Linked DNA regions of Mus musculus: region 1 is linked to region 2. The links are chromatin contacts, called in public Hi-C maps. All regions are on one chromosome and are shown on one strand. Each heading gives the region's core, a stretch centred on a gene start, on an enhancer-like site or on the middle of the called end of the contact. The rest is flanking DNA. Distances are from core to core; before and after follow the strand shown.

Evidence for each region. A called contact is a pair of places that touch in the nucleus more often than the background predicts.
Region 1: a Hi-C map of uterus shows a contact between it and region 2, with 6 times the contacts expected there. The contact joins two enhancer-like sites. A contact is called at or near these places in 1 of 15 datasets of contacts at CTCF or cohesin (pro-B cells), 2 of 484 Hi-C or Micro-C datasets (B cells and uterus) and 1 of 115 datasets of contacts at active chromatin or transcription factors (large pre-B cells).

Annotation. Positions count from the first base shown.
Region 1 is chr12:79,993,455-79,999,251 of GRCm38.p6, reverse strand. No RefSeq gene overlaps it. Among named protein-coding and RNA genes, the nearest start is that of Gm36834, 23 kb to the left of the region's middle. Within about 2 kb of position 4,356, at least 61 of the 459 cell types and tissues checked have an H3K27ac peak or open chromatin away from gene starts, as enhancers often do. A contact at or near this core is called in uterus, where this site is marked.
Region 2 is chr12:79,441,690-79,446,690 of GRCm38.p6, reverse strand. All of the region lies in intron 7 of Rad51b (RAD51 paralog B), which reads right to left. Among named protein-coding and RNA genes, the nearest start is that of Rad51b, 150 kb to the right of the region's middle. Within about 2 kb of position 3,505, at least 46 of the 459 cell types and tissues checked have an H3K27ac peak or open chromatin away from gene starts, as enhancers often do. A contact at or near this core is called in uterus, where this site is marked.

The DNA.
Region 1 (5,797 bases), core at 3,107-5,606, 550 kb before region 2:
GTTCACTAGTAGAGTCTCCAAAGTCAAGGTGGGTGCTGGAATAACAAGCAGACCCACAAATGGGATCAAGAACAAGCAAGGCAGAGCCAGTGGCTAACTCATTGGTCACAAACAGGCATCCTGGGGCAACGAAAGAAGGAAATCAGTCTCTCTTCCCCCAGAAATGACTGCATTTCTCCATATTGGCAGACTTTCCAGCTTTCACGGGGCCTGACTCTTTGGGGAATCTTGTTTTCTTTGCCTTACACTGACCGGTTAAAAATAGATGGGTGAAATGTGACTGGCCGGAGAGTCTTTGACCTCTTTCAGATTTAGCTTTTGGACCAAGTTAAGAGAATCAATTCTAACCCTTATTTTGTGAAGAACAGCGCTGGGAGGGAGGATGGGTAGGAGATGCTCCACAAGGACAAGCTGAAGGGAGGTGCAGTTCTTTAGCTTAAGTAAGTAAGAATCATGTTTCCTGATAGTGGTGGCCGTGTCAGGGGAGGAGCTTTTAAAAATCAGCCAGCACAACTACTATATTATAAAAGAGGAATTTCTATCAAGGCTAAATCATAAAACTGATTATAAATAACTTCAAAAATGCTTATCTTTGCCTTTCTTCTACAATGTGTGTGTGTGGAGGGGGCGGATTACATGCTGTCCAAATTCCCCTAGTAGCCATAAATAGCCACATTTTGTTACTTACTGCTAAGTATATTCTAGCACCAACCCAACACCCTACATGGTTAGACTTTTCTCCTAATAGCGACCTATGATACCTCACATGTGTTAAGTCTTTACCAAATCAAAACAAAACATATTCCAGTCCACTCTTCACAAATATACTCTCATTAATTCCTGACATGGACTTGTAAGGAAGGGTTGGTTATTATTCTCATTTTCTAGAAGAAAAATCAGAAGTTTAAAGAAGTTAAATAGCCCTGTCTAGACAGTGGTAGAGATTGCCTTCAACTCTGGTCATTGAGATCACAGATCCTCTGCACTTAAGCCCTACTGTGTTCTCATCAACCCCGCCACAGCCCCCTCCACCCCTGAGCCTTGCTGAGCTTGTGTTTGGGAAGCTTGGCTCCTGATATAAGCAAATTAGTCTTCGTCCCAGCAGGAGAGAGATGGCACACTCCAACAGGGAGGTGGAAAATTACTTAGAAATAGGGCTACTCACAAGTTATGGGCTTACTCATAAGTTACTCACAAGGTAAGAGATACCAACAAGGCAAGATGAGGTCTCCCAGGGCTGGCAAGGGTGGGGAGCCCTGGGGCAAGGCAGACAGTATTGAGAGAAAGGGTCTGCAGGAGAGTGCCACTCTAGAGACAGTGGCATTAGGTGGAGGGAACAGCCAAGGCACACAGGCAAGCAGCAAATAGCCCAGTAGAGTGGAAACAAGGGAATGAAGCTTCTGACGTTGGTTCATGCTGTGTCTCTTGTTGGCGTCTCCTACTGGATGAACACAACTGAAGCCCTGTCCACGATACCAGTCTCCTGGCGTCATGGTGGGTTGATGGAGAAAGGAACTAAGGGTAAATGAATGTGTTCAAATAACAGATGAACAAACCTACTGGGTGAATGTTCTTACTTTGGGGGGTTCATGGGAATTCTTTAAGAGGCAAAGGGATGGTTTCTAAAGACTATAAGAGAGAATGCTAATTGTTAGGAGTCAGTATATATACACCAAGAAAAGAAATAAATAACCTGCCAGTTGCCCTTTATCAGATTCTGGCTCGAACCCTTCAGCTGGAGCCCCCAAGGCATCACAGAAGTCATTAGACGAGGACAGAGCCATCTGGAAGATCACATAAGCAGAGTGGCTGGGGAGGTGCTACAAGACTGGCCTCAAGGCTGTTGATACATGCCGTGTCAGCCTAGACAGGGATCCAGTAGTATCCCTGAGCCCTCTCATAGCCTTTCTCTGTGACCTTTCACCCAAGCTGGGGAAGACTAGTCAGGGGCTAGGCTTGCTTACTTGTTGCTCACAGTAGCTGAAACGTTGTGTAACAGAGCTGGGATCCTCAGAGGTCTCATAATGTGGGCTAAGAATGGCCAAAGGAGTCACAATGAATCCAAGGGATGAAGTGTACATCTGGAACACTGAGGCTGAAACAAATGAAATCTCCATGTTCAGGTATGGGGGTGTGCTGGCTCTTAGAGAGCAATCTTGATGTGAGTCAATGTGTATGACTATCACAAAAACTGGTGTGCTCTTAGGTGACATTCATAGAAGAGAAGTCTTAGACGACATTAACTGAGGAACTGCTGGATAAGGAAGGTATGATTTTCTTATTGTGTTTTGTGTGTGTTCATGTGTTTTTTGTGTGTTTTGTGTGTTTGTGTGTTTACTGGATTCTTTATTGGTTTGTCCTGTCTAGAGTATTTGTGTATGTGTGTTCATGAGTTTTTTGTTTGTGTTTTGTGTGTGTGTTTAATAGATTCTTTATTGGTCTGTCCTATCTAGTGTGTGTATGTGTGTATGTGTGTGTGTATGTGTGTATGTGTGTGTGTGTGTGTATGTGTGAGTCTGTGTGTTTACTGGATTCTTTATTGGTCTGTCCTATCTAGAGTGTTTGTGTGCGTGTGTGTTTGTGTGTGTGTGTGTGTTTGTGTGTGTGTGTGTGTTTGTGTGTGTGTGTTTGTGTGTGTGTGTTCATGTGCACTCATGTGGAGGCAGGATATTGATGCTGATATCCTTTCCTCAATTCCATCCTATTTGCTGAGACAGGGTTTATCTCCAAACCCAGAGCTCTATGATTGGATTAAGCTGATTGCTCAGCAAGCTCCAGGGATCTAAGTTTCTTCTTTACCTTGCTAGGGTTACACACAGATCACCACATCCAGCTTTTTATGTGGCTATTGCAGATCTGAACTTAGGTCCTTGTGCTTGTGAGGTAAGCCCTTTCCTGAGCCATCTCTCTAGCCTCTGCCTCATTTTTTAATGGAGAAGCAAAATAGAAATGGGATGGCACTTGGGATGAGGTATGGACGAGGTAAGAGAAGGTCACATGGAGAACATATGAAGAGAGCAAATGTGATGAATATGAAGGGTAAGAGTGAGGTCTTTGGGTATCTGAAAAGTGTTGATACAGGAGGGCTTTGCCTATGAGGGCCATAAAGAAAGCACCAGTGGGTGTCAGTTAAAGGCAGGGTGACTGGATCATATTCTGTGGCTAGTAGAACAGCATGTGGTGACATGACTCTGGCTGTGTTAGAGGTATTGGAGACATAAACTGTTAGAGAGGAAACAGTATCATCACATGAACAGGAGGTCCATGAGCCTAAAGAATCCCTGTGGACTCGACATATCCAATGCACGGCTGATGCTTGCTTTCTGTATCTCCTTCACACTACTGCTCATCAGCTTTGGTGAGGGGGCGGTGGTGGACCACATCCAGTAACTAGTCTTTAGTGCTTGGATCTCTGGCACTCCAAGACGGGCATTTCTCTTCAAGAGACTTTGGGGGGAATCTTTGAAAATGCAGATTTCCCCAGCATAGAGGAAGATCCTGGGTGTTCAGGCAGACCTGGGTGTGGCACACCTTTTTTCCTGAAACCCCAGACAGGTAATTTGCATCAAGCATCATCAACTCCCAGGAGTGGCTGAAGGGCTTCTGTCCCAGAGAGCCTTTGTACTAGTCTGTTTCCTGTGCTGTGCTGTGGGAATAATGATGACTACCATGCAGCATGTTGTAAGGAATGTATGAATGGATATCTGGGAATCCTGGGGCCAAGTCATAATCGCCACTCTTTCCATGCATTCACAGAGCTCAAAGTGATAGCCATGTCTGTGAAATCTTGGGTATCAGATACTCACTCAGGCCTTTATGTGAAATATGTGCACTTCTTTCCTTTAAAGTTGCTGGAAAAAGTTGGCATTTGGGGGCAGTTCCTGAATGGATGCACTGCTTCAGTAGCCTCCGACAATGCTTGTGCAACCCCCCCCCCCCACACTAACATCCCCTTGGATGCTCTAAAGGATGGTCTCTTGGGCTCCTTGTCCTAAGTTCAATGAATAGCCTGCCAGCTTCAGAAACCACTGCAAGGAGTGGCCATTCCTTTCCCTTCCCCATGGTTTCAGCCCCACAAGGCCTCTTCAGAGAAACCTGGTGTCTCTTTCCCCTGGACATTCTGTGCCACACAGTCAATCCCATCACGGTAGGTTCCTGCCTTCCAACCAGAGACATAAACACATGCTAGAGGTCTGGGACAAAGGTTCTGTTCTGGACCCACCTGAATTTTTATCTCCATTTTAAAGAAAGACTAGACAGACGCCCAATAAAAGCTTGCTGTTTAGGCTTTCAACCTTGTCACTAATCCCTTTGTGAAGTCAGAAGCAGGAAGAGTAAACATGTTAGCATTTATTCAGCTGACTGACGACAACATTGGGCAACTGTTTGTGATTTACAAACTAGAGCTGCCCACGGGCTCCACTCATGTGGCCGACGGCGTGTCTTTGTCTTAGTGATTGCAAATATTGTTAAAATAAAGCAGGAGATTTTTACGGGAAACTACGGATCTCTGGGCTCTCTTTAAAGAATCCAACAGAAACTGAGTCATGGCTTATCTCTAGGTCCCCTATATGTTGTGTTTTGGGCTTCTGCTGGTTCCCATAGGCATCTGAGTATTCAGCCCAAGGTTTGTTAGTTTCAAAGCTTGTGACTTCAACAGGAAAATCGGGAAACATTGAATTTGGAGACATTTGGCTTCCTGGGTTTATTTCCTGACTCACTATAGCTTGTGTTCTTCCAGCTTCCTCCAGCCCAACAGTCCCTTTCCTGTGGTACAACCAAAGCCTAGTAATGCCCACTGTGTGGGCCACGCCCCTTTGCCCATGTTCACAGTTCTTCGAGGTCCCCCTGAACCATGCCAGCTTTAGGAGTGCTAAGTGGGGGGCTGGGGTGGGGTCAGGCTTCAGCCTGGCTGTATTTCCTTGACTTCGCTTTATCTCAGAGACCGCAGTAGTTCCCAGGCATGGGGGAGGGGGTGGCCTGTGATGGCTGGCCTTCTCCAGAACCTCCTATCAGAGCAGTAATGGTCTGCTTGTCCTGTTACAGTGATCCTGAGACTGCCCACACTCAACAGGGCAGGAGGGACCCTGCTGGGGTTCTGCTTCCTGCTCTCTGCAAGGGCAGATTTCAAAGCTCTCAGTTCACTCCTTCTTCTCTGCCCCCTCCCACACTCCTTTCCTCCCCAACATTCCTTGTTTCTTGTTTATATTGCAGAAAACATCTGTGAGAGTAAATGGCCGGGATGAAAGATCTTGGCAAAGGGCTATTTTTCTTTGCTTGGCTTCAAGGGAGCCAGATGAAGACTTGAGCCTCACAGAGCCTTCCCCCAAGCCCTGGCCCCAGAGGGGAGAGAACTAGATCTGAAGGAAGACAGACCAGAAGGTGGCCCAGCCAGGCTCCCCAGGCTGGAAGGTTGTTTTTCCACTAGAACTGGCTGGCCCGGAGGAAAGTAGATCCCCTGTGTGTCCCCAGATGGTTCTGTGGGGGGTTTCCTGCCTACTCTGTCCCCTACTGTTCCGCACTCTTCTGGGTTTGGTGACCTGTTTTGCAGGGGAGATTCTCACACCTTTTCTGTCTCTTGCCTTTCTCCAGAGCAGTTGTGCAGTGCAGGAAGTGGCTGCCTGGGCACTGCACACACTCTTTTTCTAAAGCTTTATACAGTTTTATCCAAGCTAGTGACTTCTCTGGGTCTTAGATTCTCCATCAGGGGTGTGGGGATAATGGTGTTTATTTCACAGTGACATGGTAAAGAAGAAATATCAAAGAACAAAGCCAGTTCCTTTGTCAAGTAAGTGCA
Region 2 (5,001 bases), core at 2,256-4,755:
AAGGTGTTTAGTACTGAATTTGGAACTTTTCCAAAAGTTTAATGGCATCTTATATAAATCAGTAGGCTGCCCTTCCTATATGTAAGCTTAACCTGGATGAGACTGGAAAATAAATACTCTTTTCACCAAAGGGATTGTAGGAAAATGCAGAGCCGGAAGCACGTGGCATCCCCTGCTTTCTGCTCATCATCCAGAACGGCACCTTGTATGGTATAGTCACAGGAAGACACATTGGTGATCTAAAACAGAGACAGACAAGCCAATGCTGGCCCTGCCCCACCACTGGGATTTGGGAAACATATTAACTATCTTTTGAGGTCTAGCGCATAACTTATTCCATTTCTCCTCTTGCTAACCAACACTCAGAAAAAAGCCAACCCCTACCCTCGTTTGCACCCTATTGCTATGATATGGCCCCACACTTTGACCATAGCTAACTAAAAGACAGACTCATGGCTCAAACTTAGAAAACCGAAGCATCACACCTGAGAGTTTCAACTCCAAGGCACTTAGGCGGGTGTAAGCTGAACTGTCACTGGCAGACACTGAAGCAGAATGTCTTGCAGTTTCTCAGGGTATTTTAGCTAGTGGTTCTCAACCTGCGGGTCATGCATGACACCTTTAGGAATTGTCAAACAATTCTTTCACAGGGGCCACATATCAGATACTCTCCATATCAGGTATTTATGTTACAATTCATAACAGTAGCAAAGTTACAGTTATGAAGTAGCAATGAAAGACTTTTATGGTTAGGGTCTCCATAACATGAGAACTGTATCTAAGGGTCGCTGCATGAGGAAGGTTGAGAACCAATGCTTAAGTCCCTTGGGGCAGAAAGGAGACCTTTCTTTTAATTATTCCTTGATTTCTGAGAAGCCCTAAGCAAATTTTATTTTGAGGTAGAAAATGATAGGAGTAAAAGGAAATGTCAGGCCTGGTGGTATACCCTATAATGCCAGGCATGGTGGTATAGCCCTATAATGCCAGGCATGGTGGTATAGCCCTATAATGCCAGGCATGGTGGTATAGCCCTATAATGCCAGGCATGGTGGTATACCCTATAATGCCAGGCATGGTGGTGTACCCCTGTAATCCCAGCACTTGAGAGGCTGAGGCCAGAGGATCACTCGAGGTTTGAGGTAAGCCTGGTCTATAGAGCAAGTTCCAGATCAGCTGGCTATATAGCTGAGACCCTAACTCAAAAGCAATAACAACAATAATAAAAACAATAGCACTTATTTATAAAATAAACTAAAAAGCAGGTTGTTCTCTTCTGAGACATTTCAATACATCCAGAATGCAATACTGGACATAAGAACAGTCCTTGAGTTTCTCATTTCAGCTCCTTCCTCCTCAGGAGTCCCTTTGGCAACCTCCTTACAACGTGGCTCAGGATCACTACCTTTTGAATTGAAAAAGCCAGTTCTAATTGCTTGTTTGGTTTTATATATATATACACACACACACACACATATATACACAAATGTATATATATGAGTATATTAAGTATGGGATAACTATTATGCAATAAATTATATTTGCATATAAATATACATATGTCATCTCTAAGATATATTTTCTGATAGTAGAATTAAGAAGTCAAACAAGGTGGCACATGCCTTTAATCTCAGTACTCAGGAGGCAGAAGCAGGAGGATTTCTGAGTTCAAGGCCAGCCTGGTCTACAAAGTGAGTTCCAGGACAGCCAGGGCTATACAGAGAAACCCTGCCTTGAAAAACAAAACAAAAAACAAAAACAAACAAACAAAAAAAGAAGTCAAACAAGCCCACTGTCCACTCTAAGCTTCTGATGTCATAATACTGAGTTATACTTAACCGACCCTGCCACTTCCTGTTTCCACCCAGACACACAGCATCAGGCATTGTTGTTAAACAAAACAACGTTTAAAATGCAAATTTTGAATGTGCCTTTTAAATCTGAAAAATAATGACTTTGGATATAAATGTATTACAGATTAGCATATTTCTATTAAATTTCACTATTGCTCTTTGACTTAGGAAATTCTCTATTAACAACTGTATCTGACTGACTGGAGTATTTTCTAGTTTTTTTCCTACTGATATAGGTGTTATAAGCAGAATTTTCAACAGAAATTCAATACTTACATGGTGGCTCACAATCAACTGTACGTTCAGCCCGAGAGGATCTAACACTCTCTTTTGACCTCCAGGGGCACTGCTCACACATGGCGCACCAACATGTATACAATAAAAAAATCCACGGACATTAAACTAAAGGAAAAAGCTTTAAAATAAAGCACATGTTCTCAAAGCCGACAAGTATCAAGGGGGTCAAGGCTGACGAAGTTTGAGGGAATAGCAAAGGCTTCTCCATCAAACCAAAACTGAGGCAAATGCCGCACCACATGGACTAACAATGTAAACAGAGGAGAGTGTTCCTGGAAGAGTAGAAGGTAAACTGGAAAAGAAAAAAACAGAAAGAACTGAACAGAAAAAAAGGAAGAGAGGAGTTCTCTTTAATAATATTAACATTTCAAAATAAGTAAAAAGACTTCATTCCAATAAAGTCAGACACAAGGCATTAATAGGAACTATTTTCTGACTACTTATCCCCCAACACACATTACCCCCACACACACTTTCACCACACACACACACACTTTCAGTTTACTGTAACTCTTGATGAAAAATGAATTTCACGACATTAAGGCCCCATAACCATACGCACTAATAAATCAGACTTCAACAAATTTGAAGCCTGGTGCTCTTCAACAAATGCCATGAAGAAACTGAAGGTACACTGGATAAAAGAAGGCATCATGAGTGATATCTAGGGATGATTTCAAATATGATAACCCAAGCCAGCCAAAGCTTTGGAACTTCACACCAAAAAGCCTAAAAGGTCTTACATACAGAAAAAGGTTGTTTCAATGTTATCAGTCAATAATAAAACACATGTTAAAACTCAATGAGATGTTGCTTTGCACACACTAGAATTAAAAAAAGATAAAAGAATGGCAACAGGGCGCACAGCATTAGTCAGCAACAGAGTGACCACTGCCAACAGCTCATCACTTGCTGGTAAATTGACTATAATTCACCATAGACCCAGCAACATACTTCCAAGTATTCACTGAAGCAATTAAAGCTTGCATTTATGAAAGACACTCACAAATTAAGAACCCTTTATCTGTAATTCCAAAATAAAGATGAGCAGAATGTCTGTTAGTACATAAGGCAATAAATGACAGCCTGTTTGTACAGAGTGTACTATGCAGGGATCTTTTTAAAAAGATGAACAAACAACTCAGACATGCCACAAATTATCCCCGAACAGAGCAGAAGCCAGACACAAAAGGATATATACCATTGAGTCCATTCACTTGGGATTCTAAAACTTACAAAACTATCCTCCTGTGATCAAGAAGGATCCTATTGTTGTCTGGGGACAGGGTGGGGACTGCATCACAGAGGCACAAGGACATTCTCTGACAAGATGGAGATGTTTTATAATTGACCACGGGGATGGTTATGAGACACACATTCTTCAGAGGTCAGTGGACTGCAGCCTGAGGCCTGAATTGTAATGTTCCATCCCAGCACTCCAAATTAAAAACAAAACAAAACAAAATCATGAAACCTTGATGAGTTCTCTTGGGAAAGTGTTATAAAGCAGCATTCTTGGCCCTTCCATGCTTTCCAAATTCCTGTCGTCACACGAGCTCTCTCTTTTACACAATTCCCGCCATTAAGGCAACTAGTCACACCTTGACACAGCCAGAGACATGCTCACCAGAGTCAAATCAGCAGGCCATCTGATCTCAGCTGCCAATCTCAAAACTGTTAGCTAAGTAAACTTCGTTTTTTTTTTAAACTTAGTACCAAGCCTCTGATATTCTGTTATTATAAAAGAAAACAGATCAATACAAGTCATGTACTTTTTATCACACTTAAGTTTAAAAAAAAAAATCCTGACCTGCTCCAATGATCTCACTGAGAGGCAAACACCCTCCCTTCAGCATACTGTGAGTAAAACTGAAGGCCACATAACAACATAGGCATAAAGTTTTTGCTGAAACCCAAACATAATAGTTCATGCCTCTAAATCTCAGTATTCAGGAGGCCGAGGCAGGAGGATTACAAGTTTAAGATTAGTGTGGGCTACACAGCAATGTCTTAAAAGACACATACACCTCTTGTTTAGTCCCACTGGTTTTCATACACACGTTTCCCTATGAGAGCCAGGGACGGTGAGTAGAATCCCAGCCCCTGAGGTGTAGGTTAGGAGGGTTACAAGTCTGAGGTCTGCTGAGCTACACGAGAGACAAGACTCTGTCTCAAAGCGGGGTGGGGGAAGAAAGAAAAAGAAAACTGAAAGTGATTTGGTTGACAAAAATCTAAAAGGAAATACTATTTTTAAGTTGAAAAGATAGTGGGTTTTCTTTGCATCATTTACTGATTTTAGAACAATGAATACAGCAACCACCAGTGACTCTACTCAATGAGAAAAGAACGCAGAGCACATCTGAGAGACTCTGAAAGGCCCTCGAGATTACACGGACAGTATATTCAGACTTCCTTCTCAAGTGGTTTTAAACGTGTTTGACATGTTTTATGTGTTGGATGAAAAATTTAAGGCTGCCCAACTTTTATAGCATGATTTTGATTTCAAGTCCCATCTCCTATATCCAAACTAATTTGTAAAACTTTTCAGGAAGTTATACACAACTTTAAACTTCATTAAAGCTGCAAGCGTATGTTTAAACGTCAGCGAATGGCATTGAAAGCATGTTTACTGAAGTTTCCATAAACACACTCTAGAACTCAGAAAGGCAGGTCTGCTGATTATGTTGGAAGAGTCAAAGGTCACCAATGATGGCTTACATCTTCTCTTGAAAGCCCTCCTCTTTCTTCCTCTGCTGTCTTTTAAAGAGTCATCTTATCTCTTGTGCTGTAAAATAAGTTTAAACAGTTCCCACCCAGATCTAGGGCCATTCAGTGTTCGTGGTTTTGAGCCTGC